5 separate regions of the Mus musculus genome follow, and regions 1, 2, 3 and 4 are each linked to region 5. The links are chromatin contacts, called in public Micro-C, promoter capture Hi-C and targeted proximity ligation maps. All regions are on one chromosome and are shown on one strand. The core of a region is the stretch at or near the end of the contact, and the rest is flanking DNA. Distances in the headings are between cores, read along the strand shown.

Region 1 (4,980 bases), core at 1,679-4,178, 540 kb before region 5:
GCAGCAACTGTCTACATCATCTTTACTACTTCCGAAGTTGATAGCAGCAGAATTCTTATTCTGTTACCTCTACCTGTGTCTATAAGGCTATTTCTCAAGCTTGACAAACGATACTGTGTGTGTTCCCCCTTTGCAGTGAGGCAAGAAGTAGACATCTCCGCATTTTGAAGACATCCAGCATATAGTGTTTACCAGAGCAAGCCAGACAGTTAAAAGAGCCTTAAGCAAAGGGAATTCTTTTGACTTTGTTAGTAAGTGGCAAATTCCTTTAACTTTGTTATTAAATCTTCTATGCCAGCTTCTTTTTTGACCCCCACTGCAACAGTCAGGCATACTGGCATGGCCCCAAACCTTTCAAGACAGGTTAGGCTGCTGTTGGCTATTACAGGATAAGGGGGATGCCTGTCTGTCTCCTCCTAGAGACGGAGCCAGCCTTACTAATTAGGAGCACCTCAAGGAAGTTTCATGGGCAAGAATGCAGAACCCATTTTGGACCTTTTCCCTATTATAGGCCCCAGGAAGTAGCAATGGCTTGCAGTAAGAATGATCCTTAGCCAAGAGCTGAGGGGACCCAGCTGTGACTTGCTCCCCTATGATTCTGTCACAGATGCTGTGGTGGTCTGACTACCCTAAGCTTAATGCTGTCGACTCCTCGATGAGAATGTGATAGAGAAGTCTAGTTTTACCCTCCGTGTTCTCCACCTCAGGGCACCCTCTGAACTGGCTCCTGAGACTCTATGGTTAGGTGCTTCTCTCAGCTTGTGTTACCACAACAGTGTCTAAGTGGCTGCCTTCCCAATCTTCCATTCACATTCAGGCACAGCTCGCCTCAGGCTGGGTTTTCTGACGATAATAAATAAGCACGGTGTGCCTGGATCTTATGGCAGACCTTCATGGACAAGACGCTGCCAGAGCCAGTCAGTCTCTTGGTGGGTCAGATGTGATGTCTCCACCCTTCCCCACAGGTATCTTAGTGGGTTAAGGGAAGTCTCTCTGTCTCTCTCTCTGTGTCTCTCTTCAAGACAGGGTTTCTCTGTGTAGCCCTGGCTGTTCTGGAACTCACTCTATAGACCAGACTGGCCTTGAACTCAGAGATATGCCTGTCTCTGCTTCCTGAGTGCTGGGATTGAAGACGTGCACCACCACTGCCTGGTCAGAAGTATGTCTCTTGAGCTACCTGGCATCCTGTAGAAGTAACAGTAGGGGATGAACTCGTTAATAGATTTGTTTCATTGTATGCCTAACCGGTCCTTTAGAAGGTCCTTCTCTGTAGTGGTAAACACTTTGGCATAAGACCTACAGTTCCTTTCACTAAAGGTTTTGTTTCTCATTCTGGAAGGATCTGGGCTGGTCCTCTGACTTACTTGGGCCAGTACAATGTCATGGAAATGATGAGGTGCCCGATGAAACCCAAGCCTCCTAAATCGTGTCCCTCTGTCTCTTGCATGTTTGGATGGCCATGAGAACATGTGTAGGCTGGACACCGGGATCATGAGAATGAAATCAAGTCTTCTCTGATGCCCGACCTGAGCGGCCTACAGTGGTAAAAAGATATGAGACTGGCTAAGGTCAGGAGAGCCCCATCATGGACCCCACATGAGCAGAGAATGCTTACCGTGATATGCTACCCAGGCTTAGGGACCGTTCGTTGATTCTGGGGCACTAATATGGGCAAGGGTACTGGACCAGCTTGTCAAACAGTTATTAGGAACAACTCACTCTGCTAAAGCAGGTTCCTGTACACTGCTCATCTCTTGTGGGCTTTTAACTCTATAGAGATGCCTAATATCTTTGTAGAGACAGAGTAGGTAGGTACACATTAGGAGAAAAGGAATCAAGCAAATTGGAGCCAAAGCCCACAAACGTGACTCCTTGTATTTCCAAAGATTTGGATAATGCTCTTGCTATGCAGTTGGAGCAGGTCACTGATTGGACCAACATTCATCATGCTGGCATGGGACCAAGTTCTTCTCCACGAAGTGGTTAGTGAGTGCACAGATAGTTGAAAGGGTCGCTAATGAGCAAAGGCAGAGTTTTGCTTTCCTAATATTAATATGGGTTAGAAACAAAGATAAAACTATGACCGAGCACATCCCTGAGTCTAAGACCCTGTGCTCTGGTGACTGCAGGACTATTGTTCTCTTTAGTTGAAGTCCCTAAACTCTGGCACATCAAGATAAAGCTAATCTCTACCTTTAAAAACATTTTGCAGTCTAGACTCAGTCATTCACATCTGTAGTCCTAGCAGGCAATTATCCAGACTATCATGAGTCTGAAGCTAGCCTGCAATACATGGTGAATTCCAAGTGGTCATCCGGGTTACACAGCAAGACTATTTCTGAACAAAACCCACAACTAACCAACCAAAACCAAAAACCAAATCTAAATAGATAAAGCCAGCAAACTGAAACCAACAAAACCCATAAGGACCAGGATCAAGAGTTTGTGAGGCAGACTCTGAGCGTTGATTATGTGTCTGGCCTTATATCCTGACAGTGATTGAATGGCTCACACTTTATTGATGTTCCTTTGGTCATCAAGGTCATCCATCAGTCAGTCTCAGTGATTGTACTTCCTAGAGTGGAGTCTTAGGGATTAATTTATAGACAGGAAAGATATAACCACGTTGGCTCCAGTGTCATAGCGAAACACTGAATTCTTCTGCCTCTTTCTCATCTTAACTCAGTCTTTCACTCTAGAGCTGTGGCATGCTCTGTGTGCCTTCGGAACAATGGATACCCTCAGTTGGCTCCTAGTCCCAAAGGCTCCTGTGACTTTGCCTCACAGATGTGTCTGTCTCAGCTGCTGGCATGCATGTATGTCCAGGGTGGCCGCTGTCTTGGCTGTCGAAGGACCATTGTGCACTTCGGGCCAGCGACAGAATGAGAACAGGGGAGGTCTCAGAGGCAGCTGCTGAGAGAAGAGAGCAGCTGTGTGGTGCGCTGGGTCTTCCTTACTGGGATTCCCAGGCTCTAAAGGGGCATTCATCAGGGAGGGAGCCAAAGCACCAATGGACTCTGGGATGAGCAGCTGGGAGGGGGTGTGTGTCTAAGTGTCTGAGTGAATGTAGCCATTTTCTGTCTTTTTATAAGACTGCTATGATTTCAGTCAGGAGCACTGGCAAGTTCTGAAAGCCAGGTCTAGAGGAATGCAGGGTTTATAAACAAGGGATGTGTTGGCTGAGCCGCAGTAAAAGAAGGCTTCTCATAGGTAAAGGCATCTTTTCAGAAGTATCTTTCAATTGAGGAGCGCAAATTCTACAAAGAGCACTGTGTCTACTAAGACTTAGTTTCTGAGACATCCGCAGGTGACAAATATGGACCCTGAGGTGACCTCTCAGCCCCACTCCTTCCAGATAGACCCCTTCAGCTGAGGTAAGGGAAGGGCGACTTACAGTGAGGGTTGTAGTCACTGTGTGGCCTCTAGCTCAGCATTGGCAGTTGGGAACTATGTGGGAATGCTGATTCCTGGGCCATTGCTAGACTCTGTAAACGGAAACCTCAGGGACTAGCTCATGAATTCTCTGGGCACTAGAGCTATAGAAGTCTAAGATACAATCTGACTTCCAGGCTACACAGAAGTAGCCCAGGAGAGACTATGCCGGGGCCTAGCAAACACAGAAGTGGATGCTCACAGTCAGCTATTGGATGGATCACAGGGCCTCCAATGGAGGAGCTAGAGAAAGTACCCAAGGAGCCAAAGGGAATCTGCAACCCTATAGGTGGAACAACATTATGAACTAACCAGTACCCCTGAGCTCTTGACTCTAGCTGCATATGTATCAAAAGATGGCCTAGTCGGCCATCACTGGAAAGAGGCCCATTGGACTTGCAAACTTTATATGCCCCAGTACAGAGGAACACCAGGGCCAAAAAGTGGGAGTGGGGGGGTTAGGGGAGTGGCGGGGAGGGTATGGGGGACTTTTGGGATAGCTTTGGAAATGTAAATGAGGAAAATACCTAAAAAAAAAAAAAAAAGAAGAAGTAGCCCAGGAATACATTGCACACAGTAGGGACCTTTATTCCATGTAGAAAGGATGTGTGTCATTCCTGGCATAGAAAACAGTCACTTAAACTTTGGTGTTCTGTCTGCCAGGGAGTCCTCTGCTGGTTGGTTCTTTGTTGCCTACACCAACTAAGTGCCTTGGTCACATTTCAGGAACCAGCTTCAAGATGGCTCTGGAAATTTTAAATCACGCTATAGGTTTACGCTAGACTTTTAAAGCGTCCATCTGGAGTTGACACATTCCTGCACCAATGTTGCACTGGCAGAGAAAATTGCACTGGCAGAGAGAAAAGGCGAACGTCAGAATCAAATGGGAAGTACATCCAATTCTGTCCCACCTCCTAAAAGCACTGGACCATGGGAGAGCATCCTTGCTGGCTAGAATCCTAGGTCGTGTGTGGCCCTCGGCACTCCTGGCGAACAGAGCTGTGCACTAACATTACAGACACTCTGTAGGGGTCAAGAGCTTCAAGTTCACAGCCACCCACCAGCTCTTTGCATCTACTGACCTTTGGATCTAAGCCATCCATCCCTAGATCTTTGACCAGTCTTCTAACTAAAAAACACCCTGATACTAACATCCACACACAGAGTATACACTGCAGGTATCACACAGGAGGGAAGCGGCTATCTGCACGTGGGAAGCCCTGTAGCCCCCTCTGAGTCCCCTCCCCCCCATCTCTCAGGCAACTCTCTCCTGATTTTCCACGGCCTTAAATTATTCTTTCACACTCATCCATTCAGTTAGTATTCACCAGCCAGGCCCTGGAACCCCTCAGTCCTGGCAGATGGTGTTAGAAAGCCAAACCCAGAAGTGGGTCCTACTGGGCACACTGTCTGATGGGATTTTCCTCTTAAGTTACCGAAGCTCTCAAGGATTCAACTTGGTGGATACTGTCTTTAATTGCCTGCTTATTTACATACAGCCAGTATTTCCAAAGACATCTTTGCTGCTTGACACAGGAGGAGCAAGTG
Region 2 (4,672 bases), core at 1,138-3,637, 570 kb after region 5:
CAAGTTGACTCACAAAACCAGCCACAGTACACCATGTTTTCTAAGGATTCTTTATTTTTCTTTTTCCCCCCTCTGAGGTTCCATGTTGTAGGAACTGTGCTTTCATGGCTGTGATTTTATTTTCTCTTTTCTCTCTGAAGCTATTAGGCCAATTGCCAAGGAATAAAGACTGCATACTAATAGTAGCACTTGAAGTCTTTGCCACAGTCGATAATATTTTTTGAATAACTAAATATACTTAAGGTTGAGTGAAGTAAGACTGGACCCCCAAATGAAACCGTCACCTTATAAACACGGTGTTTCAGGATGGCGCATATTTATTGCTTGCCTCTAACAATGCTTGTGACTATTGTGTCTGACTTTCTCAGCACACACAGCCCAGGGGCTGAGAAATAGAACAGTCCCCATGTTGCTTGGTTGTCATTCATTACATGCATCTTCCTGTAATTGAGACAGTCTTTAAAATCCATGTCTTTGCCTTCATGATGAGAAATGGTTCGTCATAAACAAGGAATTCAGAGAAAGGCTCTCAGTAGGAACTGTGACAAGCCCGGAATGAGATAGCTTGTTGAAAAGCACGCAGCCCTGATGGAACTTGAGCCAACACAGGCAAGTCGGCTGCCTGACAGCTGGCTGCAGATGGAAGTTGTTCTTTTGCTGAGACATACTGTGGACTTGCTCTCTCTGTAGCACTTATTAGGGCTGATAAAGTCACTGTATCAATATGGAAGATAAATGTTCAACCTGTCAGTTATGATTAACCAGTAAGTCACGTTCAGTTTTCACATTCTGGTTTAAGATAATCCTAAAACACACCTATTAGCTACCTACTATTTATCACTCACTCTGCCAAAAACTTTACACATATTATTTTATTCAATGGATGTGTTAACTCTGTAAGGTGTATGCTCTAGAGGTAGAAAAGGAGTGGAAACCGAATTAATAGGAACATAGATAAAAATCAGTTCTTACCAAGAACATTGCACACCCAAACCTAATACTATGTTAAAAAAAACATAATAAGTTACATGAAATGAATTCATACATACTGATGAAGCTTTTATCCTTTCAAATCTATAATTCAATCACGATAAATAAACACTCCGGGTGCCACGTGGGAGTGCTTCTGTTTTGATCTGATGAAATGTGATCTCCATGCTTCAGAAAGTGAGCCAAAGGTTCACAGGACAGAATATGAGTTCAGTGACAAGAAGCAGAGTCAGTGTGAGGTGGTGGGTTCTAGTCTCGGGCCAAGCTGGCTGCTCATCTTTGTGGGACAGAGGCTGTAGGAGACATTTGATAAACTGTCACTCCCCTGCTTAGCCTTACAAAGTTTCTCAACCATGCAACAAAGAAGTATGGCTTGAACTAGATCTTCCTGTAAGGAGGCCTGTCAGCTAGGCACAGGAGATGTGGGTGGTCTTGGGGTAGTGGGAAGTCCAAGACAGCTAAAGTCCTCGGGGTCATTCACCGATGGTGTCAAGAGTCACTCTCCTCTAGGCCCCAAAGGACAGTACAAACCTCATGTTCGGAGAATGTCATTACACTCAAGGTGGCATTGAGAGACTCTGGCTCAATTTACATTAGTCACTTACTTGATGAAGTCTAAAGATAGAGGTCAGCCTGCTGACATCCTCAAAGATCCAGGGTGTTCCCATCACTCCATTCTGCTCTCTCTCACCTTTTAATTTTTTGCTATTGTGTTGCCCCATCGTCACAAGATGGCTGCCATGGCTTCAGATATTATGTCTCCCCTCCATGAACTCTGGAAGAAAGAAAATGGAGCAAAGGAAAAGGAGGGTGTAAGGGCTGGTGAGAGAGTGAGACCACCAGAGCTACGTTGAGGACAAAGTTCTTTATTTTAGGCATGAACTACTGGGCTGCCCCCAAGAGAAATGAGAGCAACCCCGCCTAAAGGAGAGTTTGGGTTTTTGGGATTTTTTTTTATGGTGGTTTTTGTTGTGCAGAAAAGCATCAGGGGAAAAGAACTACTGTGAGCAAAAATAACTGTTGAAAGAAAAATCTTTATGAGGGGACTTCTGGTCCTTACGGTATCAGAGTGTACAGCTGGAGAGATGGCTCAGTGGTTAAGGACACTTACTGCTCTCAGAGAGGACCTGGGTTCATTTCCCAGCATCCACATGGTGGCTCACAACCATCTGTGAACCCAGTTCCAGAGGGCCATATACCCTCTTCTGCCTCTGTAGGCACTGAACACACATGGTGCACAGATATATATATATATGCAGGCAGACCATTCCTACACGTAAAAAAAATTAAGTAAATTTTTAAAAATAGGTATCAGGATGCTGTGGTCAGGCTGCTCGGCAGAGATAAGGGCCAGGTGGCTTCTGGGAAGTAACAGAGAATTCAATTTCCATTTCCCAAAGGGACTGGTTCCCACAAGGGTTTTACATCTTGGTATCTTAGGCAACTTTGCCTTGGCCCAGGCTAGTAGGGGATTGAGACTTCTCATTTCAAAGCTTCTGCTCCTTTATGAGGAAGAGTTCTCTACTTGTACCTGTAACAGTAAATGGTTCAGATCCAGAAATGTATCACATGGCCATCAGTAGCTGCAAGGGAGGCTGGAAAAAATACTACCTGCCCTAAGACTCTTAGAAGAGGAAGAAAATTATTTTCTTCTGCCGCTACTAGGTTCACAGTTGAGGCCCTTATAACAAGACAGAGTGGATAATAACCCAACCTTTTGGATAAAATAAAGGAACACATAGATTGATTTAGCAGTCCTTCTTGTGGCCAAGTAGCCTTTTTAGCTGAATCCTCAAAGACATGGAGACACCTGTGCACTTTACGCTGTTTGATAAGAAAACGGGTTTCTACAGGTACAGCTGCACAAAGGCAGTGTAATCTCATAGGTATAAACTATAGGAGCTAGCAAGCCTGCTACTCAGATTCTCCGTGTCCCTGCTCCAACAGTCTTTCTCTTCTTCAAAGAGAAACTGAGGGCTGGCTTCAGGAGTTTGAGCAAGAGAAGGTCAGAGAGTAAGTGACCTTCCTACTTGCATGTTTTCTGAAATGCCACAATGCCACGTTTTTTGGAGGAAGACATCTAGAGCTTCCAGTGCCTCAATTCAAGGTTAGGGACTATTAGCGAGGCCAAGGGCTCTGACTGTGGGGTAGCATCAGTGCCAAACAGAAAGGTGGGAAGACCCAGAATGTTGGGGTGCTGCTGGCAGTGGTGGTTGTTGCTGCTGTTGCTATTGCTATTGTTGTTGCTGCTGTTACTGTTGAAACAGGGTCTCACTGTGTGTAGATGAGGCTGTCCTTGACCTTCAAGAGACCTGCCTGCCTCTTCCTTCCAAGAATTGGGATTTAAGATGTATGCCACCACACATGACTGGTTTGGTTTGGTTTGGTTTTATTGAAGCAAGCTTTGTGTTTCTTATGTTTAGAGTACTCCAGCTATAGTACTGCCCATGAGTCTCTCTCTGCCCTCAGACTGAAGGCCTACTGGGTGGAGTCATTCTGACACTGCACATCCTACACATTGTATTTTGCAGATCTTGGAGACATTTCAATTTTATCGGAATTCATTTTAACTGGGAGTTATCCAAGCAACACTTAGGATTTTATGGCTTTGAATCATAATTAGCTATCAGTATTTTGCCCCTTTCCTGCTAATTGATAGTTAATAGTGTGTGAAACCTCATGGGTATGTGGGTGCATATGCACGTGTGTACATGAAGACAGCCTTAGATACAATTTTTCCTCAGGTACCATCTGCTTTGTTTTTTGAGACAGGGTCCCTCACTGGAACCTGAAGCTCACTAATTAGGCTAAGCTGGCTAACCAGCAGGACCCAGGGATTCTCCTGTCTCTATATTCCCAGTGCTGGGATTATAATAGTTCACAATGGGTCCTGTGAATCAAACTCAGTCCCCATGCTTGTGTGACAAGATGCTTTACCAACTAATTGATCTCTGCAGCCCAGGACATGAATACTGACTACTTCTTTACATCAGATGGGCTCTTAGCAAGTTTGTGAGACATCTCAAGGATTGGCACAGAGAGCCAATTGTGTTGCATTTTGTAAACATAAAACCAAACGTTGCTGTAACCCAAATGTCTCACACTGCAAATTTTTAAAGATGGAGGGGTTTTTGATTCCAGCAATATTGTCTTTGGAGATTTAAAAAGACCTTCCGAGATTTATTTTCTTCCTCAACTCAGAATTGATAACAAACAAGGTATTCTTCTTAATTGAGCTGCTCTGACTCCAGAAAATCTTCACGGTACTGAGGGGAGAAAGCAAGCACAATTGTTAGCTTGATCGATTAATAAACTTTCTAACAAGTTTAATTATAGTCATCTCAGTATCGGCTTGGTGAAAAAAACAGAAGAAAAAAAAAAACTCTCTTGTACAGAATCATCCCTTGACATCCTGGAAAGGTTTGGTTCTGTTAATATAAAGAACCATAAACTGGCTTTATATAAGAAAAGGCTGACCATGTCTGGAATCCCAGCACCTGTTGGCATAGGCAAAAGGCCTGGTCTACATGGCAAGTTCCAGGCCAGCCAGGGCTATATTGCAAGACCCTGTCTTGAAAACCAGAGAGAACAAGCTGGAGGGGAAGTAGGAAGTGGACACATTTGTGAATTTGTTTTCTTTTTTTTAATTTTTAAAATATTTTTGAGGATTTCATGCATGAAT
Region 3 (5,440 bases), core at 1,554-4,053, 870 kb after region 5:
ATTGTTAGCTTGAACTTTTGCCTACATAAAGAAGGCATCTGGGTCAATTCTTCTAGAGCTTCTTCTTAATGTTGTTTATTCTTTTTTTGTAATAACTTTACCGAGACATAATCCACATATCATGCATACAACGTGTCTTATCTAAACAAAGAATTTAATTCATGTTTTTCACATATTCAGAGACTTGTGCAATCATCACCACAGTCAATCGTAGAATACTTTTATCACCTTAAAAACAACAAGAACAACAACAAAACAAAAAAACCACCATACTCATTAGCTATCCCCCTCCCCCACCCCAATCTCTCCATTTCCCAAGCACTCAACAACCACAAAGCACAAAGCAAATCTCTATGGATTTGTTTGCTGTAGATATTCCATCAAAATAGAATTGTATAGTGTGTGCATTCTGTGACTGGCCTTTAACTTAGCCTGTTTCCAGGGTCCATCCACATTGTAGCATGCATAAGTACTTCATTCCACTGGGTGGGTACCCTGTGTTTTAGCTGTATGTTCATCTAGTTGACTTACTGATGGGTCGCTCCCAACCATCTTTCTACTATGGAAGATTATGGGACAATTTGTGTGCACATCTGACATAGATTGTGTTAATGCCAATTGTCACTTTTGGAGGAACTCCCTACCCTATAAGGAAGGTTCAGTTTCCTCCCCTGCTTTCCCCCTGCCCACCTCTCCCGTTCCATTCCCTGCCTGTTTGACTATTATCTTCTATACCAAGCTGGACTCAGTGGACCTGAATTGATGGTGTAAGAGATCTGTTTCCTACAGTTCAGTGAAGTATGACCGAATACTTAAGCAGGTGGTGGTGTGAAGTCTGAACAGTCGAGCTCTGGTTACAAGAATCTTAAGCACAAATACCAGAGGACAATAATTGCTGCAACTTTAAAGGGTGGGGCAATTTATCTAGACTTGTGCTTCTGAAAACAGGAACAAGACATTCACAGCCGTATACAGGTCGATAACAACAAAAGAGTTGGGGTGGGGGAGAGAAACAGAACAATAAGTTCCCTTAAGTAGGAGTTTCCAGGGAGGTCCTGTGACCTTCTAATGTGTAGATCTGGTAGATTAAGACCCCCTATGGATTTTTACTTGTCTTTGCTACTTTGTGTTTCTACATAGAGATAACACCTAAAAGCTTTGGGCATTTGAAGTCTTTTAGGAAGATCCTTAAGTATAAAAATACGGAGAAGCAGAAAGACCCTAAGTGTAACCATATAGATTATCAGAGTAACCCTTGCTGTGTAATTAGCACTGGCATTGAAAAGTAGATTGTCACCCACACCTCCCCCAACCTCATCCTACTCATAAATATCCCCAAGGGAAAGCGGGTATCCTGACTTCTAATGCAAACATTCTTAGACACAAGGAATGCATTTTTAATGGCATGGTTCAGGTGTCAGGCTCTGGCCAATAGAATAAATAGATTTATTTAGCTGAGAGAATGTCTGAACACTCAAGTAGACACACTGTATTGCAGGGTGTCATCCAGCCTTAAGAATTAAATACTTTTAAGCTTGTGTTTAAAATAAAAGTTATAATCACAGCACTGAAGGGATGAAACTCGTCTTCACCTGCAATTTAAGAGCATCTATTGTAGGTTTTGTTCTTAAGTACACGGGACATCAGATTTTCAGTGTTCATTTAAAAACAAAACAAAAGCCAAACTACACCCTGCCCCCAACCTTGACATTTATTCCTGGGAGCAGTCAGAAAAGAAGTCACAGGTACTATTAAACATGGTGGTTTAATGATTTTAAAAGTGTGTATGTAAACACCCGCACATGTCTAATACATCACATTGTGGGACATAATGTTCAGCATCAATACAGCCTTCGCAAGCAGAACACACGGCCAAACCTGCTTTTCTCTTTTTACTCAACAGGAGGGCATTAGATTCCTTCACCTTTCCAATAAGCCAAGCTTTCAAGGGCTACAACTGGCTGCAAACCGACACTGCTCTTGTCCTTACCTGGAAAAGAAGTTCATGATCACCCTCTTACCTATGATACATGAGCCGTCTAGACATTCTATTAGGGGAAACTTTTGTGCAAAGGCGAATAATTGCTTTTTTTCCCCTCAAAGTTCGATACATATATTATAAATTACCAAGGCAGATTAAGATTTCATTAGACCATTTCCTGCGAAGTTTGGGAGCCTGTGTTCTATCATGTGATGCCAATTAGCTCCCGGTCAAAGCTAAAAGGATGGAGCTTGTGACCCCTGCCAACTGCACAGGGCCGCCCTGGGCTCTTCCATTGTGATTGCTGACTAGTGTCTCCCAAGGTAACCTGGCCTGGCCACTATTGTTCCCACTCTGGTGCTGGGAAAGCACTCTGTTCCCTCCCGGCAGAGCTGCACCGACAGAGCCGGGAACTCTCCATAGAAGCCATAGATGCAGATTGCATTCCCGGGCGGTAACGTCCAGTGAGTGTCCTCTTTCCGGGCTAGGACCTTTTCCCGTCGGGTCGCCCACAGCCCCTCCTCCGGGCGTGGTGGAGGAGGAGAACCACAAGGGACTCCTTTCCTATTTAAAGGTTGCCAGCTCAAGGGACCTGGGTCCACCACGGGTCCCTTGGCGCCGCGGTTGCAGACAGACTCTGACAACGGTTGAGCCGCTAGCTGCATGGTTCCCGCCGTCCCTGGACACTTTTCCCGGTGACCCCAAGGCAACGGCGCACTTGTCACCGTGGGTGACCGAGAGGGGACGGCGGGGGGCGGGCCCCGCGGGGCACGTGGGCGCGGCCGGCGCTGGCCGCGGCAGCAAGTGGTTGGGCCGTGCGCAGTCCGTCCTGCGCGGCGCCGGCGCGGGTGCCCGGTGCGCGGCGCCCTCCGCTCGGCTGCGCCGCCCGCCCGCCGCGCGCCCATGTCTCTGCCGGTGGTGCTCCCGGGCTCCTGCTGCCCGGTGGCGGGGCTGTCGGGCGGACCTCAGGCCGGGGGTCCTGGCGCCGCCACCGCCGCCGCCGCTCAGGAGCCGCCGCTGCCCCCGCTGCGGCCGCGCTGGCCCCGGGGTGCTCTGCAGCCTCCAGCCCGGCCCCGCTGCGCCCCCGCCGCCGTGCTGGCCCCGCCGCCGGCGCTCGCGTCCCGCCGCCCCGCCGCGCCAGGCTCCGCGCTGCTGCCCGCGCGCCCGCTGCTGTCGCTCGGGCTCCTGCAGCTGATCCTGGGCTGCTGCATGGTGGCGCTCAGCTTCGGGGCGCTGTCGCTGAGCAGCTCGCCGCAGGTGAAGAACTCGTGCCCATTCTGGGCTGGCTCCTCGGTGAGTACCGAGAGTACCTCTCTGCGGGGCCCACCCTCGCGGCAGTGTGTTGTGGACGGTCCCTTCCATTGTTTTTGTTTGACCTCTATTGGGGGAGCGGGGACCCTAAAGCCACCTGAAGTGTAGGCGACAATAAGTGGGGGTGGGGTGTGGGAGGTTAGTGTCGGGAGACAGTCAAGTTGAAGGGAGAATTGGATTGCACCTGGCCAGTGTCTGTCCCTTACACGTTAAGGATTTTGTTTCCGTCAAGTTAACATTAAGCACGGTATCAAGCTCCTGAGAGACTCACATGAGGATGGGCGAAAAAGAATTTGAAACTTTTTGTGGCCACTGAATACTGCATTGGCAAAGCAAACTCCGGGAGGACAGGGGTTTTGATAGGTTTTCCTCACTGACACATCAACAGTACCCGTACAGGGTGGGGTACTTCTGGAATGGACAGAGTGACAGAGTGAAGGGGGGAGGGTTGGTTGACTTGTTTTTATTCTTCATTAAGACAAGGATAAATGAAAGATTATCTGGAGTTGGATGACTGAACCCTGAGGAGCTCCGAGGTAATAGGAGGTTGCCTGTGACTGATGACTTATACCTGGTCATTAAAGAAGGGCTCAGACCCTGGGTGGGTTCCTGGAGTCACCAAAGCTGCTCTGCAGAAGTGGATGCTCAAGAAACAGAACCTGTCATTACGGATGCACACCCCAGAACTCCAGAAGTTGGCGCAGCTAGCTGGGGATGTCTGTCCTACCCTGGCGCCTGGCCCCGCCTCCTTGGCCAATGGGGCATAGGGAAGCCCGGCCTCTGAGAAAAGTGGTTGCCAGTGAGCAAGCATTTGTAGACTGGATGGATGGCTACTCATCCCTGCCTCCGAACGGTGTCACAACTTTTAAGGCATCCATAACCCCTTGAGGTTTGCCAGGGGCCTGGAGACTTGGAAGCAGGTCCTTGTGCAAGGACTGTGGAGGATGAGAACGGCAAATGACCTTTCTATAAAAGCCCTACAGTGTCTATAGCTTTTTCTATGATCTTCAGTGAGCCCACAGTTTGTGCTCTACTGGTTAAAACATACCCAGAGTCAAGACCAATTTTTTTTTTTATTAAAGTACGAGAACATATTGAACCTAGTGTAATTGTTCAAGTGGGAACATTAAGAACATAACGTTTTTCTGGCCTAACCCAGAATTTTGTAGTACCTGGTATCAATCTCTACTTCCTCTAAAGACCTTTGCTAAATGGTTCTGTTGGGACCTCAATCCTATTGTGCTATAGAAAGTGAAGTCCAGAACTTAAGTATTAGGTAAAGAGAGTTCCACTCTATTGTTCTGACCCTGAACTCTGCTGCTATCTTTGTGAGCATTCTGGAATACTCTGAAGTGTAGGGTGTCGATTGAGAATAGTGCCTCCCCTGCCTCCTGCCAGGCTTGTCATTCAAATGGCTGCTGCATTTCTTAAGTACCCCGGGTTAGAATCTTGTTTGTATTTTATGGATTTACTTTTTGTAAAATCATAATCCATGTTCTCTCAAGATAGCTAGTTTATTAAAAAAAAATGTTTGTGGGAGGTGCTAGGGAGATGACCCACTCAGTAAAATGTGTGCTGTGTAAATGTGGGGGCCTGGGTGTGGATCCCTGGAACCCACCCAAACAGCTGGGTTTGGGGAGAGGGGTGCCTGGACCCCAGTGCCTGGGGTGGGGTCGGAAGAAGATGGATGCAGTGGATCTTTGAAGTTCATTGGCTAGTCAGGCTAACCAAACGGATAAGACACCCAGTCTCTAAAAATAAGATAAGGTGGAGAGCGTACCCAGTGTCGTTCTCTGCCACCACATACATACAGACATACTAAAAACTATTCACACAACACACACACACACACACACACACACACACACACACACACACACACACAATGTATTTGCTTTTCTCTAAAATTAAAGTCTGAAATTGGTTTGCAATTGTGGATTCTTTCCAAGGTAAGTAAATACACTTAGATGTCAATGAAGCCACAGTGGGATTTGATGAGAAGGAAAGCAAAGCTCACGAACCGGAATACGCAGGCAGGATGGTAAACTGGAATGCGCAGGATGGTACCTGGGCTTGCCACTGGCTGGCCTTGCCCTCAGGCACAAGCCAATCAGACCCAAGAAGGAATCTAGGATTTGGACTTGAATG
Region 4 (4,663 bases), core at 1,370-3,869, 680 kb after region 5:
TTTGTTTGTTTGTTTTACATCTTTCTCATTGGAAAGGCAATCCTGTGTGCTTAACATTCCTGGTTTCCCTGGAGATTTGTGGGCACAAGGACTTCACGCTGTACTCCCAACAGGGTCTCAGGCTAGCAATAGACTGTAACTCTACTTCCAGGGAATCCAATGGCCTCTTTTAGCCTCTGACAGTACCAGACATGTACACAGTGCACAGACATACATGCAGACAAAACAACCATACTATCAAATGCAAACATAAATAATTTTTTAAAAAAAATTTACTTATTTATTATATGTAAGTACACTGTAGCTGTCTTCAGACACTCCACAAGAGGGAGTCAGATCTCATTATAGATGGCTGTGAGCCACCATGTGGTTGCTGGGATTTGAACTCAGGACCTTCGGAAAAGCAGTCAGTGCTCTTAACCGCTGAGCCATCTCTCCAGGCCCCCCATAAATAATTTAAAATGCACACACACACACACACACACACACACACACACACACACACACACACACACACACACAACTGGACATGGTAGTTTTTTAACTCTGCCCCACAGTTACCTGGCAATAGCCAGGTGTGCCTGACTTACTATAAAAGGGGCTGCTTGTCCCCTCCTCACTCTCTTCTTCTCCTCTTCCCTCTCTGTCCCTTCTCTCCCCATTCCTCTCCCCCTCTTTCTCCACATGTTAATGGCTGGCCTCTGCTCCTCTTCTCGCTCTCTTTATCTCTCTCTCTCTCTCTGTCTCTACTCTCTCGACTCCTCATGCTCTAAATAAACTCTATTCCATGCTATATCTGTCATATGGCTGGTACCTCAGGGGGTTGGGATGCCTCAGCATGGGCCCAGAGTCACCCCTTCACCGTACCTCACCCTACAAACATATTCCAAGTTCTTTCTCTCTCTCTGTCTCTCTCTCTTTTTTAAAAACACAACAGCAGTGTTCACCCCATTATTCCAGTACTTGGGAGGCTGAGGCAGGAGGATTACCCCAAAATTGGAACCAGCAGGATTGCATGGAAGGGCCATTAGGGCCATAGTAACTAAGACCTCAACTCAAAAAAAGAAAAAGCAAATTCATGGGTAGGTGTTTTTCCTTTCTTAGTAAATGGAGGCACAATTGGTATGCTTTTATTTGCTTAACAGTTTGCTTGTGCTCATTTTTCTTAAAGTGATACTTTCTTAAAGCCTGAGCCTTCAGGTTTGATCTTCCTTTGCCTGGGGCGTGTGTGTGTGTGTGTGTGTGTGTGTGTGTGTGTGTGTGTATTGGCAGGTCTGATAACACCTGTTCCTCAGGATCTGTCCATGTTGGTTTATAAGACCGGGTCTTTCATTTTTCGGGGGCTGGTAAATCCAAGGATCTGTCTCCCCAGCTCTGGGATTACAAATCTGTGCTACCACTCCTGGTTTCTCTTGTTGGGGTTTTGTTTTTGTTGTTGTTGTTTTTGTTCTTTTTTTTTTTTCCTTGAGAGAGTGTCTCAGTTGACATAGTTACTCCTGGCGAAAGGGTTTTGTGGGGAGGAGAGGGCGCTCGTGCGCGAAGTTGCCTGGAATAGAACCTCAGCATCCTTTACAGGATTTTTAAAAAAGCAAACTAAAATACTTAAAATTGCAACGCAGTGGGCAAGTGCGAGCATTCACACCGCACAACTATCACCACTATCCATCTCGCCATCACCACAACTTTTATCCTGTACCCTGGAATCTTCTTAGGATTTTTTTTCCCCCCTGAGACAGGGTTTCTCTGTGTAGCCTGGCTATCCTCGAACTCACTCTGTAGATCAGGCTGGCCTCGAACTCAGAAATCCGTCTACCTATGCCTCCCAAGGGCTGGGATTAAAGGCATACGCTACCACTATCCAGCTTTTCTTTTTATTTTTTTTTTTTTCTTTTTCTTTTCTTTTCTTTTTTTCTTCCTAGGATTTTTTAACCAGACTAGGTTAAATGGAAGGCGAACTTGCGCCCCGGGTGCAGCCTTGGGCACTAGGCACATTCCTCCTTCCCCGCGGTGTGACTAAGCAGGCTCTGGGCTTAGTGCTCCGCCCTCACCTATTGTCCCCCGAGAGGAACCGGTATTTCCGGATTGGAGCCTCAGAGCCAGAGAACCAGGGAGGTTGGAGGGGGAGGGGGATTGAAATTGATCTTAAAACTTATCTTTCACCGATACCATTACCCGTTTCTCTTCTTCCCCAAACAAAAATCAACCCGTTCCACTCCCCTACCGTATACATACAGTGACCCACAAACACCCTTCCCGTGGTTTCTGAGGGGTGACTGACCTTTCCTCGCCAGCACCTGCGGAAAGACTGAAAGCAGATCTGGGCACGAATTAGATAAACCCTGCGAATGTTTATACTCTTGAGCCGAAGCTTGGGGGTTTTGCTGAGAAAAGAGGCGGAAGCGTCGCTCAATCCCTGCCCCACCGCTGGGTGGCGCCGGTGAGGCCTCCCCCTCCGCCAACAGGACGACCCAAAGTGGCGCGAGCTACTTTTTTTTTTTTTTTCCGGGTCTGGAGGAAGCAGGTGATGGCCACCGCCCATCTACCCTCCCCCTAACCACACACACTCTAGATAGGCACTTGTCCCCCTTTCTTCTAGCCCTCCAAACAGGAAATAGGTTGAGTCACAACAATACCCAGGAACGGCCGGTGGCGGAGGTCACTGGCTCCCGCCTGCTGCGGCAGCCCGCGGCACTCCGCCTCCGGACAGGCGCTGCCCGCGCTGCGCCGCCCGACGCCTGGGACCGTCGCTTTCTGCGCGCTGACTCTGCTGGCTGCCGCCGCCCCCCTTCTCCAGGCGAGTACCTGCGGCTCTGTCCCTCCCGGGGTACAAGATTGCTCTGGAGCCTTGGCTCGCCGCGGGGCAGCGTGCGTGAACGCCGGTTGTCCCCGTGGGGTTTGGGATGTGATTTCTTGAGCACTGCTTTTTGCGTGCGTACTTCCATCTCCCACCCTTGGGCAGCCTCGCATCACCGGGGTTGACTTAGGGTCACCCGGGATCTGAGTTTACGCCGCTGCTACAGGTGCCTGGCTCCTCCTTGTCCTTCCAGGCGGGGACATTGTTTCGCTCCCGCAGAGCGTCTCTTCTGCTAGATTCAGAGGGCCTTTGGGTTTCTGTTGGCAGCGATGGTATCTAAGGGGTGGGTGACCTGAACGGGCGCGGAGCGAGGGAAAGCTGGTGTCTGTGTGCAGGTGGGGGCGATCCTGGTGACCATGAGTCTGCCCCCTCCCCCGCCGCCGACAGGAAAACAGTCCCGTCGCTTTGTGAAACATTTAATTCGACTTTGTGTGTGTGTGTATATATATATTTGGGGTCTTTCGACTCTTTTATAAAGGACGAGCCGAGTTGTCAACACAGGGCGTTGTCAGCTCTCCAGGGCTGCTTTCCGTGGCTTTTCTATGGGACTCTCAGTCAAAGCCGAGTTGGAGATTTTTATGTTGGAAAAAGGCCACCGAATGCCAAGCATTCTCCGAGCTTGAAAAGGGTGTTTTCCAGGCTGCTGCAGTGTGCGAGAGGGTTTCTGAGCTACTGTCTCTGAGTTGTCCACCGCGCCTTCCCAGGTCCGCAGGTGTGCGGGTTCTGTTCAGAGGCTCCTCTGGCCTCTAAAAGTTTCCCGACTTTCCTAGTTCATTTGAAAGACCAGTTTCCTGGTAAGGAGAGAGGGATTCTGGGACATTGCCTGGGGGCCTCTTGAAAACCCAGGTTTCAGGCCGCACCCTAGACCTGTTAGCCCTGGGATCTATTTGCACTTTGACCTTTGGGAACCTTTGGCCCAAGAAAAGTGGCGGTGCCCAGCTAAGGAATGAATCACGTCGGACTCCTACTCAGCCTTAAATCTGAATGCTATTTTAAAAATGGGGACAGACAGTACAGCCACACTGGACCTACCCACTCCGCCCCCAGAGCCATTGGCTCTTTATTGAGATTTGAAGATATTTGGCTAACATATAAGGCTGCAGGTTTTTTTGTTTCTGGCCTTGAAATGTGCCTTAAAATGATACGGAACGTGAAATTGAGCATTTTAACCTTCCTAAATGTTAAGTTAAACGGCACCGAATGCCCTCAGTTTTCTTCAGGGGGCTGAGAATCCTGACTAGGAATGTAATAGGCAGAATAGATGCAACATTACTAAGTGGCCAAGGTAGGCTAGCTGCAGGATTCTGTTGTGTGCTTTCCATTAAGGAAGATAAAGAGCCAGGAGGGTTTTCTTTTGTCTAGACTGCAATGGAATGGAGTCACCTAGGGAGTGGACTCAGCCCGCATGAATTAACTAAGTATAGATTCCCCGAAATCTCTTAATTCCTCATTGCCTTGGTACTAAGTAATGAAACTGCACTTAAAAAAAAATTACAGGGCTGGAGAGATGGCCCAGAGGTATTAGCACTGACTGCTCTTCCAGAGGTCCTGGAGTTCAATTCCCAGCAACCACATGGTAGCTCACAACCATCTGAAATAGGATCTGGTGCCTTCTTCTGGTGTGTCTGAAGACAGTTACAGTGTACACATATGCATTAAATAAATAAGTCTTTAAAAAACTTACTTTTTATAACAGAGCTTGGTGGCACTCAGCTTTAATCTCAGCGCTCAGAAGACAGCAGGATGAATTCTGTGAGGTCCAGGCCAGCATGGTTACTAGCAAACTCTAGGCTAGCTAATGAGTGTTTT
Region 5 (5,197 bases), core at 2,482-4,981:
GAAAATGTTTAATTGGAGCTGGCTTACAGTTTCAGAGGTTCAGTTCATTATCATCATGGTGGGAAACATGGCAGCATGCAGGCAGACATGGTGCTGGAGGAGCTGAGAGTTGTACATCTTGATCCAAAGGCAGCAGTAGGAGACTCTTCAACGGGCAGCCAGGAGGATGGTCTCTTTCCCCACTGGGCAGAGCTTGAGCATAGGACCTCAAAGCCTACCTGCACAATGGGACATTTCCTCTAACAAGGCCACACCTATTCTAACAAGGATATACTTCCTAATAGTGCCATTCCCTGTGAGTCAAGCTTTCAAACACATGAGACAATGGGGACCAAACCTATTCAAATCACTGCATGCATCCATGCAGTGCAGTGTATCTACTTTGTGTATCTACCCATCAGCTGACAGATACTTGAATTCTTACCTATGGCCTTTAGGTCTTTCTGTTGAATCATCGTGGGGGAACTGAATGTAGGACTTCACACACGCTCAGCATGCTTTCTGCCACTGAGCTGTGCCCTAGCTGGTATAGTTTGCTGTGTCAAACCATTGACCCAAAGTGATGCAAGAAGGGAAGGGCTTTATTTCAACTTACCTTTCAGGTGATAGTCCTGAGTGAAGCCAGAACAGGAGCTCAAGGCAGGAACTTGGAGTAGGGACCATGGAAGAATGATGCTTGCTAACTTATGCTTAGCTTCCTTCCTTGCACAGTTCAGGCTCATCTGGCCCACAGTCAGTGTGGCAGGGACACATCAGTCACCAATCAAGACAATGTCACAGATGTGACCACAGGCCAATCTGGTCAAAGCAATTCTTCAATTAACAAAGGCTTGCAAGGGAGCTGCTCTCCAAAAGATGCTAACTTCTTTAAACTACTTTAATCCCAAAGGTGATGAGCTATTTTTGGTAGTCAGTTTCTGATTTCTCAATTAATTAATTAATTCAATCCTCTTCTCAGGGGATTTTAGGTAGTATCACATAGACAACAACAATGACCAAACAAACAAACAAACAAACAAACAAACCTAACCAGTATACCAGTCTTCTTTTTACTTTGAGATAAGAGCTCACTAAATTTCTCAGACTGGTCTTAAACTTATTCTTAATAGCCCACGTAGGTCTCTAACTTGGAATCCTCCTCGCCTAGCTTCTGTAGTGTAGCTGAGGTTATAGGCTTAATTAATGAGAACTGGGTCAATTTTAAGTAAGAATTGTGTATGTGTGCCCATGTAGAGGTCAGAGGCCAGCCTATTGTTCTTCAGGTGCTATCCCCCACGCACACTCCAACCTCAACCGGGCCTCTCCCACTCAGGGACCCTTCCTGTCTCTACCTTCCTAGCCCTGGGATTACAAGTGTGCCACTATGCACACACTGTGCCACTTTTTTTGTGGGTTCTGGGGACCCAACTCCTGGAGAGCTTGAGCATGCAAAGCAAAGCAATTTACCAACTGAGCTATTCAACACCCTGCCCTTATTAAAGGTTTAGATTGATAGACACACTAACATCTCAACATGCTAGGGGACATTTATTACTGTTAGTGAGCCAACCTTGCCACAGGCTCAGATTATTTGGAATCCACATATCATATTCTTTTTCTGTTGAAGAATCGCATCCAGGATAGACCATTGCACTCAATAGTCCCCTTAGGCTGCTGTAGATTATGACAGTGCCTTAGCTGTCCTATGGTTTGTGCCTTTGGCAGGCACATAGGTGCTCTTCAGTTAGGCTTTGGATTGCCATTGACATTACATCAAGCAACTACACATCATTGTGCTGCAGCGGAGTTGGGGTTGGCCTTCATCTCCTGGCTGAGGTTTGATCAGATTTCTCCACAGGAAAGGCTACCCTGTCCCTTTTTCTATTGGACTTTTTGGGAGAAAATCTCATGTTAAGTAGTTGGGAATTAGACTCCATCTTGAGTAACTACGTGAGTTATTTGAAATTCTACAAGAGATTTCCTTTATTGATTTAACCAGTTATTCTTAGCAACGTGAACACACAAATACATTTTAGACATTGAGTTATAACCAGCTAAGTTGACTGTTCGGTTTGCCCCAGCGTTGGCCACAGGGAGATCTTTAGTTGGCTCCTGAGTCACCTTTGAGATTAGCCCCAGAATGTGGGGGGTTTGTTTTGTTTTTGAGCACATTCTTACACCCTTTCATTTGTAAATAACCCAAATCCCCCTAGCAGTTGACTTTAGGAAAACCAACAATACTCTCTCTCACACAGATAATCAGAAAAGGGGAACCGAGTCTCTCCAGCAGGGGGTGAGGGCAGCATCTGGGGCCAGCAGATTGAATGAGACACCTGCCGGCCCTCCTGCAGTTTAAAATCACACAAATAGTCATTGGTCAATTTTGGATTTAAACACAAATCTGTGAGGCTCAGATCTGTTGTTTGTCCTACCTCAAGCTGCACACAATAGAGAGCCTTGGAGGGTAAAACCCTCCACAGAGCAATGCAGCTTAACTCAAAGGCTGGCAAGGGAGCTGCTCTCCAAAAGATGCTAACTTCTTTAAACTACTTTAATCCCAAAGGCGATGAGCTATTTTTGGTAGTCAGTTTCTGATTTCTCAATAAAGGTCACAATCACAAACATAAACGTTGAAGGTGGCACAACTTTCATCCTTTCCTAGTGCATCTTTTTAGATTTCACCTTCCCAATTCCCCCAATATGTACTTTGTATTTTGCTATGCAATCCCTATTTATGTAACAGACATACTCTACCATATTGTTACTTTAGCTGCTGGGCTAACTCACATGAAACCAATCTAAAAGCTTAGGTACTCCAAAGCCTTCAAGCAAGTCCTGGGGTCCCTGTCCTGCTCTGCAGTGTGGATGCCTTACCATGGACCTCTGGACTATCTAGTGTCAGGGACACTGCAACCCCGCCCTTCCTCGATTTATTGTTATTACCACAGTAAAGCACTTGTGTTTCTGGATGGATGTTCGGGTTGGGGGGAGGGGTAGGGGACAAAGCCAAGCAGGTAGATGCACTCATATAGTGAGGGCATTCCTTTCTTTATAAAATTACTTTGGGGGAAACAGTATTTGTGTAGTGAAATCAATGTAGTTGGTAAAGACAACGAAGGAAAAGAAGATGAAGATACCAGTTGCCTCTGTGGTGCTAGTGTGTTGCTTTCTGAAGCCTCTTCTAGGCATCCCTGTCTGAACGTGAAAAAATAATTTGCACCTTTGCTCCGCTGGCTAAATAGTAAAAGAAGCTGGAGGAAAAGAGACTAAGAAAATACTTTTTTTTTTTTTCCTTTTAAAGTCCACACTGAACTTCCACAGTTTATGCTAGGATGCTTTAGTTTTTAGGGAAATCGAGTCACGGGATTATTTGGTGAAGTTTACGAGGAGGGAAGGAGCCATTTCTCTGGAATGGGGGCATATAGCTTTAAGTCAGTGTGCCATTCTGTTTGAGATACATCTCATTACTCGCCAAAGTCAGTACTGGGAAGGTCTAAATGTCGACGTGGTCCCACATCGTCGTTGTGTATCATGTTTTCCCTCTTGATTTTTATTTGTGCAGCTTTAGAGAAACATCAACAGAGCCCGCACAATGTCAGAGCACTTTGGCTGATTAAACCATCCTCCGTAGTGGATGGTTGTGAAGAGGAGGGACCAAGGACCCCCCATCATTGGACCGCGTCAGGAGGACGTGGCTCCAGCCCGAGGAACGGCAAAGAAGGATATATAGCTGCGCACTTCTCAGAGAAACTTAAAACACCAAGTGCTCCTTGCCAAAGGGTGTTAGAAAGAAAAAGCAGAAAAGAACAAGGAAGCCTAACCTAGGAGCGCTCCAGTTTCCCAGCAGACTCATCCTTGCTAACTCACCCATCCCAAACCAGGTGAGCTGCCCCCACGTCCGTCCCCTCCTCTCCCTCTTCCCTCCTATCCTCCATGAACTCAGCAAGAGCTGGGCACCTTCGTTCCACTCCACCGCCCAGTCCTCTAAGTTCCGACCAGGATGAGGTGGAGATCGACGTGCTGGCAGAGGAGGAAGATGGAGATCAGACGGAAGAAGAGGATGACGAGGAGGAGAGCCATAAGTGCCTGGAGCGATCCCTGCAGAGGCCCGGAGCCCGCACTCTTGCAGGGAGGAGCGCGGGGGACTGCGGCGATCTGAGTAACTCCTCCGGGTTCCTCCGCAAGTTCCGAGCACCACGGACCCCGGCGACCACCACAGCCGACGGCCCGCAGCCCGCCAAACCCCCGTACTCCTACATCGCGCTCATCACCATGGCCATCCTGCAGAGCCCGCACAAGCGCCTGACGCTCAGCGGTATCTGCGCCTTCATCAGCGGCCGCTTCCCCTATTACCGCCGTAAGTTCCCCGCCTGGCAGAACAGCATCCGCCACAACCTGTCGCTCAACGACTGCTTCGTCAAGATCCCTCGCGAGCCGGGCCACCCGGGCAAGGGCAACTATTGGAGCCTGGACCCCGCCTCCCAGGACATGTTCGACAACGGCAGCTTCCTCCGGCGCAGGAAGCGCTTCAAGCGCCACCACCCGCCCTCGGGAGGCCACCCGCACTGCCCTTTCCCTCCACCCGCTGTGCCCGCCACCCTGCACGTCTCCCAGCCCAGCCTCCTGCTCCGCTACTCTGCCCCACCACAGCCTAACCTCGCAGCTCATCCCGCTGCCCCGCCTCGGAGTCACCCGTGCGCCCCGCTGCATCCGCATCCCATGCGCTACCTGCTGCTCGCGGCCCCGGCCTATGGCGACAACCCTAGAAAAGCGGAAGGCGCGGACCCCGCCACCCCCTTAGCCATTCCCGCGCTGCAGCCCGTACTGGGTTCCCAGCCTTGGGAGAGAGACCAGAGCTCTGGAACTCGGTCCGGACGCGGGTGCGCTTCGTTCACCATCGAGAGCATCATGCAGGGGGTTACAGGAGGAGGAACTGGGTCTGCGCAGAGTCCGTCCTTTGCTCCGTGGAGCTACTGCCACCTGCTGCAACATCCACCGTGCCTGCTGCACCCCCAGGCCGCTTCCCCTTTGTTTCACATGTCCGCAGGTTCCCGGACAATATTGCCTCAGCAGCCGCAACCGCCGCTGCCGCTGCAGCAAGAACAGCATCACTGTGCCATTAGCTGCGCTCCCGGTAAAGGCGTGCGGTTAGGCCAGCACCTGTCCGCCGTTGCGGCGCTGCTGAGGCAACAGCCTGCAGCTGACGACGGTAGGCTGA

The links. Promoter capture Hi-C pulls out the DNA fragments that hold promoters and counts their contacts. A called contact is a pair of places that touch in the nucleus more often than the background predicts.
Region 1: a contact with region 5 is called in a targeted proximity ligation map of stem cell-derived neural progenitor cells, with 3 times the contacts expected there. A contact is called at or near these places in 3 of 39 promoter capture datasets (embryonic stem cells, pre-B cells and stem cell-derived epiblast-like cells), 1 of 484 Hi-C or Micro-C datasets (embryonic stem cells) and 2 of 130 datasets of targeted methods (pancreatic cancer cells and stem cell-derived neural progenitor cells).
Region 2: a promoter capture Hi-C map of pre-B cells shows a contact between it and region 5. A contact is called at or near these places in 7 of 39 promoter capture datasets (the 3T3-L1 cell line, the HPC-7 cell line, cranial neural crest and 3 more), 1 of 130 datasets of targeted methods (embryonic forebrain) and 1 of 9 other capture datasets (adipose tissue).
Region 3: a contact with region 5 is called in a Micro-C map of embryonic stem cells, with 4 times the contacts expected there. A contact is called at or near these places in 3 of 39 promoter capture datasets (cranial neural crest, hippocampal neurons and liver), 1 of 484 Hi-C or Micro-C datasets (embryonic stem cells) and 3 of 130 datasets of targeted methods (astrocytes, embryonic stem cells and extraembryonic endoderm stem cells).
Region 4: a promoter capture Hi-C map of embryonic stem cells shows a contact between it and region 5, with 4 times the contacts expected there. A contact is called at or near these places in 5 of 39 promoter capture datasets (cranial neural crest, embryonic stem cells, hippocampal neurons and 2 more) and 6 of 130 datasets of targeted methods (bone marrow-derived macrophages, embryonic stem cells and stem cell-derived neural progenitor cells).

Annotation. Positions count from the first base shown.
Region 1 is chr19:25,437,904-25,442,883 of GRCm38.p6, reverse strand. No RefSeq gene overlaps it. Among named protein-coding and RNA genes, the nearest start is that of Gm26207, 14 kb to the left of the region's middle.
Region 2 is chr19:24,329,081-24,333,752 of GRCm38.p6, reverse strand. The region is part of intron 13 of Pip5k1b (phosphatidylinositol-4-phosphate 5-kinase, type 1 beta); the gene reads left to right. Among named protein-coding and RNA genes, the nearest start is that of Fxn, 51 kb to the right of the region's middle.
Region 3 is chr19:24,028,382-24,033,821 of GRCm38.p6, reverse strand. Fam189a2 (family with sequence similarity 189, member A2) reads left to right here and starts at 2,803. Exons shown (of 11, transcript NM_001114174.1): 1 at 2,803-3,274. The coding sequence starts at 2,885.
Region 4 is chr19:24,222,982-24,227,644 of GRCm38.p6, reverse strand. It overlaps Tjp2 (tight junction protein 2), which reads left to right and starts at 2,619. Exons shown (of 24, transcript NM_001376368.1): 1 at 2,619-2,794.
Region 5 is chr19:24,899,550-24,904,746 of GRCm38.p6, reverse strand. It overlaps Foxd4 (forkhead box D4), which reads left to right and starts at 3,731. Exons shown (of 1, transcript NM_008022.3): 1 at 3,731-5,197. The coding sequence starts at 3,913.